Linked DNA regions of Zea mays: region 1 is linked to region 2. Evidence: chromatin contacts called from public Hi-C data. All regions are on one chromosome and are shown on one strand. Each heading gives the region's core, a stretch centred on a gene start, on an enhancer-like site or on the middle of the called end of the contact. The rest is flanking DNA. Distances are from core to core; before and after follow the strand shown. Region 1 overlaps LOC103638812 (a long non-coding RNA gene). Region 2 overlaps LOC542673 (barley mlo defense gene homolog 7).

What was found. A called contact is a pair of places that touch in the nucleus more often than the background predicts.
Region 1: a contact with region 2 is called in a Hi-C map of tassel, with 3 times the contacts expected there. The contact joins two enhancer-like sites. A contact is called at or near these places in 2 of 25 Hi-C or Micro-C datasets (leaf and tassel).

The regions. Positions count from the first base shown.
Region 1 is chr9:107,746,091-107,749,595 of Zm-B73-REFERENCE-NAM-5.0, reverse strand. LOC103638812 (a long non-coding RNA gene) reads left to right here. Exons shown (of 2, transcript XR_559042.3): 2 at 1,776-2,205. Among protein-coding and RNA genes, the nearest start is that of LOC103638812, 5.1 kb to the left of the region's middle. Within about 2 kb of position 1,980, at least 11 of the 20 cell types and tissues checked have an H3K27ac peak or open chromatin away from gene starts, as enhancers often do. A contact at or near this core is called in tassel, where this site is marked.
Region 2 is chr9:107,563,255-107,566,742 of Zm-B73-REFERENCE-NAM-5.0, reverse strand. It overlaps LOC542673 (barley mlo defense gene homolog 7), which reads right to left. Exons shown (of 14, transcript NM_001112191.1): 10 at 3,169-3,209; 11 at 2,796-3,008; 12 at 2,647-2,714; 13 at 2,445-2,505; 14 at 1,945-2,326. The coding sequence ends at 2,057. Among protein-coding and RNA genes, the nearest start is that of LOC109942230, 7.0 kb to the left of the region's middle. Within about 2 kb of position 1,447, at least 19 of the 20 cell types and tissues checked have an H3K27ac peak or open chromatin away from gene starts, as enhancers often do. A contact at or near this core is called in tassel, where this site is marked.

The DNA.
Region 1 (3,505 bases), core at 731-3,230, 180 kb before region 2:
TAACAGCCATTAAAAGTCCAAAGCACTTTTTACACAAATATATTCTCACAGCTAGAGCATCAAGAAAGGCCAAAGAAGATTTGAAGTGTAGGAATGATAGTTGCCTCTACGATTAGCATCGAAAAGATTAACTAATCGATAAAAGTGGCCTGGGATAAAGGAATCTTGGTAAGTTGTCAATTAAAAACTGATGGCTTGGTTGATCGCATTGGTCTTTTTGACTTTAGTTCCGTTCTTATCACATCAAAATTCAATAGATTACGTGACTAGTTGTAGGGAAAGATCAAGCGAAGCATTAAAGCCTGATCTGGAAGTTCAGTGTATGCGCGGCCTGCACTTTGCCTGTGGATGGACATGCCTTTTAAGCTTCATGATGCTTCTGTTAGCTGCCCTTTTGGAGCATGCCTGTTCTGTATTATTTTTTTTATGATGCTGTGAATATATATGTTATCTATAGCTAGGATAAATCTATAGATTGGGGACTGATTTGACTTGCTCCGTTCCATTTCATTCATATTTTTATTTCTGCGTGTGCTGCTTTCTAAATGATGGATGCCCTCTATCTAGATTTGTAGCATTGGGTTGAGTATTTATAGGGGGGACCAAGATTAAATTTTGTTCTAATTATATATTTCTCATTGGTGCTAAACCAAACTTATAGTGCAATAGCCTCCTACGTATATATCTTTGGCTTTGGCTTTGGCTTTGGATGTATGAAATAATCCCTCCCTACATTACATTCATTTTTTTTGTCAACTTTTGACGTTTCTATGAAATCCCTTTGTGGCACTGTATCATAACATATCTGTCCAATGACTCCATGTTACATTCATCTACTCGCTTCGTCCAAAAAGTATATTTACACAAATTATTTTTTCGTAAATTTGACTGGTGAAGTTTATATAAGATACTTTTAATATTTGTCTCTAAATAAGCTTACTATAAGAAAATATTCTATATTGATCTAATATACTTATTTAATATCAGACATGTATAGTATAAATATTAGTACAAAGTGAAACGTTCGGTGTGCTAACAGCTCCCACAGTGAGATCTAAGAAAGGAATAATTGAGACGAGCTTAATCTCTACGCAGAGAGACTTAATTAAACATAGGTAGTGTAGTGTAAAGGCTTCTCGCCACCATATGAGCCCTGTCCTTCAACTGTTATTATGTAGTGATTAAACTTAAAATTTTGACTCCTAAAAAAACTTAAATTGTAAGCTTTATTGAACCGGATAGAGTAGTTATCTCTTAGGCAAGCTACTCGTAACATTTTCTCCTCCTAAAGGCTAGTTTAGGAACTCGATTTTTTAAGGGATTTCTATTTTTCTAAGAAAAAATGAACTAATTTTTTTGAGAAAATATAAACACCTTGGAAAAATGGGTTCCTGGACGAGCCCTAAAGAGTAGTCCTGAAGAGGAGAATTCTTTTTTTTTGCATAAATAAGTAGAAACGACCGCTTCTTTTTTAAAGAATCAAAGAACAATTGTTAATACTTGTTTTCAGGCAGAGGACAAATCTGAATGCTGGAATCACTCGTTCCTGCTAGTTCCTGTCATGTCCCACGTACGGCTGGCCGTTGGACCCACTAGCTAGTAATCACGCCTTTTAAAGAAAAAAATTTCGAGAAAGGAATCTAGATGTCAGTTTTGTACGAAAACTTTGTTTTAAGGAATATATAATATTTTACGTCTTGTGTGATGATTTTAAACAATGTATGGCCACTTGGGAATATTCAAGTCTTAAACTAACCATTGTCTTTGTTTTCCAGAAAATAGGCAGACAAGTTCAGGAGAAACTTACTCGTGGAGGAATATGTTTATGTTGAGAGAAACCAGATCTTGGGTTGCTTAAGCTTTGTCTTCAAATCCCAAAAGCTGGTTGACTTTATATTCTTAGACAATGCTACTGGACCGTGCAACGTGGCCACAACAGGGATCTTCTGTGAAGTGCTTCCGTGAACACTCCTATGGTGCAAGGTATATTGTTGTGTGTTACTACAAGGTCGAGCTGCTGCTATTGCTGGTTCATCTCTACTCCACAGGGCAAGTTACCTCCGACTCTTTTCACAATTTCTTGTGATTTCTCATTGTCGAGACAATGAGCCAAGTTTCTCTAGAACCTTTTAGTCCTTGTGTTGTGTAAAACTAAAGACCTAGCTTTTTTTACTTATCTTTACTAGTCATGCTCACTGTTTATAAGTCATCAGATTAGTCATGATTACTCGAGCTAATCGGTTCTCCTACCCATCCAAGACTACTGACCCTACCACCTCGACCAAAAACCTGGTCATTTATTTGATTGGTCATCGAGTAAATGAGATTAATCGTTTGATTAGGTGGTGGAGCGACCACTCTAGGATTCTCAAGTGGGCTTAGGAGAGAAAAATTGGGCTGGGTTTCTGGCTTCTCAGTCTAATAGGGTTATACACAACACACAAAATAGGATCAAGGGAGAGGCACAAGCACACCATTACACCAAGCCTTATGCTCCCTCATTGCCTCTCTAGTTTTGAGCTCATCCTCCATCGGTGAGTGTACTTCACTACTTCTTACCTTCACAGTCCTCGATCTTCTTTCTTTGCCTTTGATTGTCATGCTTGATGTTGCCGGAAGCCTAGATCTACTACATGTTGTATGCTCTTATCTTATTGATGTTTCTTAGTTGTTGTCTTTATGTTTGCGTGATGCTATTGTTCTACCCTCTGCCCCTTGGTGCTTGTTGTTGGCTTGCTACTCCTATGTACACATGTACCCCTTTTTTCTTGTTGTTGCTGCTATGCTCTCTTGCATGTTATTCATGTGTATAACTGAATACCTCTTCATGTGTAGAAGTGGATATAGAATAATAGCATGCAAGGGTGGAAATGATAATTTCTAATCCTAGAGAACTTTGTTGCCACAACTGGTAATTCCTATGTAGCCTCAACTGCTCTAGGTCATTCTTCCTTAGTTGAGAAAGCTATAGCAAAACTACTAGTAGAACTTCACGACCAATCTATTGATCCTACGAGGAAGGCTCGATCTATAGACCCAATATCAAAGTATGGGTGGTGGCCAGATCCTACAAAGAAAGACTTTGTTTATTCTATACAAAGTTAATACATGGAGGAATAATCAAGTTCAAGTAGAACCTTGTTGGGGATTATGTGTTGAATATATGTATAAAAGGCAATCATGACCTATGAGAATGGTAATAGTCATTTAGCGTAAAAGCCCATTAGAAGAGGTCTACATATATGAAAGGCATAACATGCTAGAGACTCGCTCTAGTCGTCATCGTCGTTTCTCTCCCTAGGGTTGTGGGTGCCCAAGGTACTCCTGCTATTTCTCTCATTGCATGTGTGGTGCTAGCTCACAAGCGTCATGGTGTTTTATCCCCGCATATGTGGATACCATGGACACGTTATTATTGTTGATGTGATGTTGACCAGCAATGAACATGAGGAGCACATGTGAACATGTTGTTGAAGGTGGTACACGAGGACAAATGACTACTTCC
Region 2 (3,488 bases), core at 198-2,697:
TTATGACAGATCCGAAAACATGGCAGCCACATACATGTGGTTTCTATTTTTATACAGATCCAAAAATTATGGCAAAAATCGTAGGAGTTTCATTGCATGTGCGTAAATTACGAACAACATAAATCAAGGAATTGTCTTTCCAATGTGCATGCAGTAAACTGATATACGAACTCCGTGTTTAAGCATAAAATCGTACAGTTTTTTGCGTAAATAATACATGTGGTAGGCATAAAACACAATAATCGAAAAAAGAAACTGCGCCGGATCGGAGGATGTCACGCGCGATCATCGCTGCGCGCATCTCAGGCCTTTCGTGACGCCGCTTGCTCGAACATCGCGTCTCATGCGTCGCCGTCGCTACTCGCACGTCGACGGGCGTCGCTTGCTCGTCGGCCTTGGAAGTGCTGCCTCCTCAGGATCTCGGGGACGCAGCCGCTTGCCCGCACAAGGGCCCCGCTGTCGCTTGCCCTCTGGATCGGGGAGCCGCCGCCACCGACCTGGGAACCGCCGCCACTACTCCGGATCGAGAAACCTCCGCCACCGCGCGTCGAGGCCATGGAGTTGCGGCCACCGGCTGGGGGTCCACCTCCGCGCACGCTCTGGGGCAACTGCCGTCGTCGCACGCGGCGTCGCTAATGAATCGGGGTGGAGCGTAAAAACTGAACCCTAGCACTCCGGGTCCTGTTTTATAGACGTACGGATGTGGTTCGGCTCGACCGGATTGCACCGTCCGACCTGGGCTTCCTCTAGTTATTGGAAGCCCAGAGCTATTAATATATAAACTATATATATATATATATATATATATATATATATATATATATATATATATATATATATATATATATATATATATATATATATATATATATATATATATATATATATATATATATATATATATACTAATAGATTTTTACTCTAAAGGTTTATTAAATATGGACGATGATTAACTCTTAGTCATATATTTAACAATGATATCTAACATGTCGTCTGCCTACCTGACCGCCTATTCCACCCCGATCGATTGATGCATGATTCATATATCTATAAGTCGGTCTCTAATGGAACGTGTATATATAGACGTACAAAACACAGTTTTACATTGTATACCGTGTTGTTTTTACGATGGAATTTAAAATAAAGAGTGAAATAGAAAGGTCGCTAGAGCCTAGAGATAGCCTTACGGAGCGGACGGTGCGTGCATGGATGGATAATGATCTAATCCCCGATGAAAATAGCATTTTCAGATACTCCTAGCACTAGAATCGACGTGATGCTGCGCGCCTCTCTTTCCCCAGTTCCCTGCCCTACGTACGCCTGCCAGGCACCGCAGTCGTCGCTTCTGCAATTATTGGCGTGCGCGCACGCGCACACACCCGTATGCGTCTGTCAACGGACACGCACGTACGTAATGGCAGACGAGCGCGCGCAGGCGCAGGCATCGAAAGCTAGACGCCTCCCTGGCCTTCGCCGGTTCTAGCTACCTCCATGCTTCGTACTACCAGTACATATACTGGCAGCGAGCACAGACACGCATAGTCAGATGAATGGATCGAACGCGTCCTTTTCCTTCCATCACACTCTTGAGAACGCTCACCTGCCTGCTACATTGCAATAGATCGCAGTGAGCCATGGATAATGGGTTATGTACGCCCAGCTTTCCTTTACAGCAAGGTACGGCCGGCACAAGGCAGCAGCAGCAGGCCATGCTGGGCCAGGGCCAATGACGCGCCGGCTGGCTGTGCCACAGCCCACATACAACGTTGTAGCGTCGCGCTGCAACGTCGCACGTGACATGCCACAACGCCTGGCGGCCGGCCCTAGCACGGGAGCAGGCATGGGGACGACGCGTCCCGTCCTGCCCGTACCGTTACACGAGATGACGTTGACGTTACAACACGCGATCAGAGCTACAGCGCGCGGGCGCGGGCGCGGCCGCCCAGCCTGCTCCCGACACGAGGAATTTTCCGCAGCGTCCGACCCATCAACCCGCTGCGCACGGTACCTCGGCAGCCTGCCTGCCTTCCCTGCTGGTGTTTGCTAGCTAGGAATTTTATGGTCCTTGGCCAACGGCAGCTGCAGCCACCGCGACGTCGTCGACGGTGACGATCTCGTCAGCCGGCGCCATCGGCATGCTGCGCGAGCTCCCCGACCGCTCCTTGGCCACCCTGCGGGTTACGTCGGCCTCCCTGCCGGAATCAGCGTTAGGGTCACCGCCGGGAATCTTCCAGAACGAGAAGGGTTTCTTCCTCAAGCCGATCCAGCCATGGACACTCTCGTGCACGCGGGAGCCAAAACCATGCAGCTTGATCTGTCCGGTCATCTGGATCATCACAAATAGCGACCCGATGCTCAAAATACTCCAGCTTTATATGATGAACATTAACGAAAATAACGAGATTCTTTCCAATAGATAGATAGTGTGTATCCTTGGAGCTTACATGGGTCACGATGGCGTATAGTGGCAGCGTGATATAGCTGCAGATGACTTCGATGATCACCCTGAAAAACACAACACAATTTACTGTCATGACTGATGCAAGGACCTGATTCTTTGCTATTGATCTATTTTGTGCGCTAATCATCCTCGTACTGACAAGGAGAACGTTCTAGATTTTTCAGGCAATTCAAACTTTCGCTGACCCGATAACAAGTCTGGAAATGACATAAGGCTTCCGTTCCATCATACACGAACCGAAACCTTCTGATACCTATTAAGTGATTATTGTTAGCTCCAAGGTGTGATTCATGGAAAATTAATTGAGAAGTAGAGGACGTAGTGCAAAAAATACCAGAATCCAGAAGAAAAAACTAATCTCGAACGAATTCTGGAACAGGATGAAATGGATCAAATGAAGGACTAGCTCAGGCTTGTGAAACCAGAAATGGTCCTTGCATGGCTTTATTTTCGGAACTTCCTCTGTATTATTTGATAATGATATCGCTGCCTCTTGAGCCAACCGAGTGATAATGTGCTCTAGTTTGGCACCAACAATAAGTAACAGCTGCAATTTACCACTTTGTTTAGGGATGGCTCTCATCCATTCATTCAAATAAACAGTGTTTGTAGTCAAACTTCTTGGATATGACAGTTTAGTTCAAAAGCGAAAGGCCGAATATCTGAATTCAATCAACACAACGCCGAAGGAAACGTATCATACTTACAAATAGAGGCAAGAAAGCCAACCAGAAGTATGTGTGCCATCCTGCATTTTGACAGAAAGCAACAGAAAAGGGATAAATAGAATCACAGCAGATAGTTAGATGTGTATGAATGTATGATGCACTGCATATGTGAAAGCAATGATAACTATATCAGATGTAAAAACAATGATTACTAACTATATCAGATGTGAAAGCAATGTTGATAGGCACAGACCAACTAATCCACCCTACTGACCAATCAATCGTCAAAGTTACGCAAAACTATAGTACTAGTTGGCATATAAATTACAGAGGGCAAATAGAAGCTATAAGAACAGCTA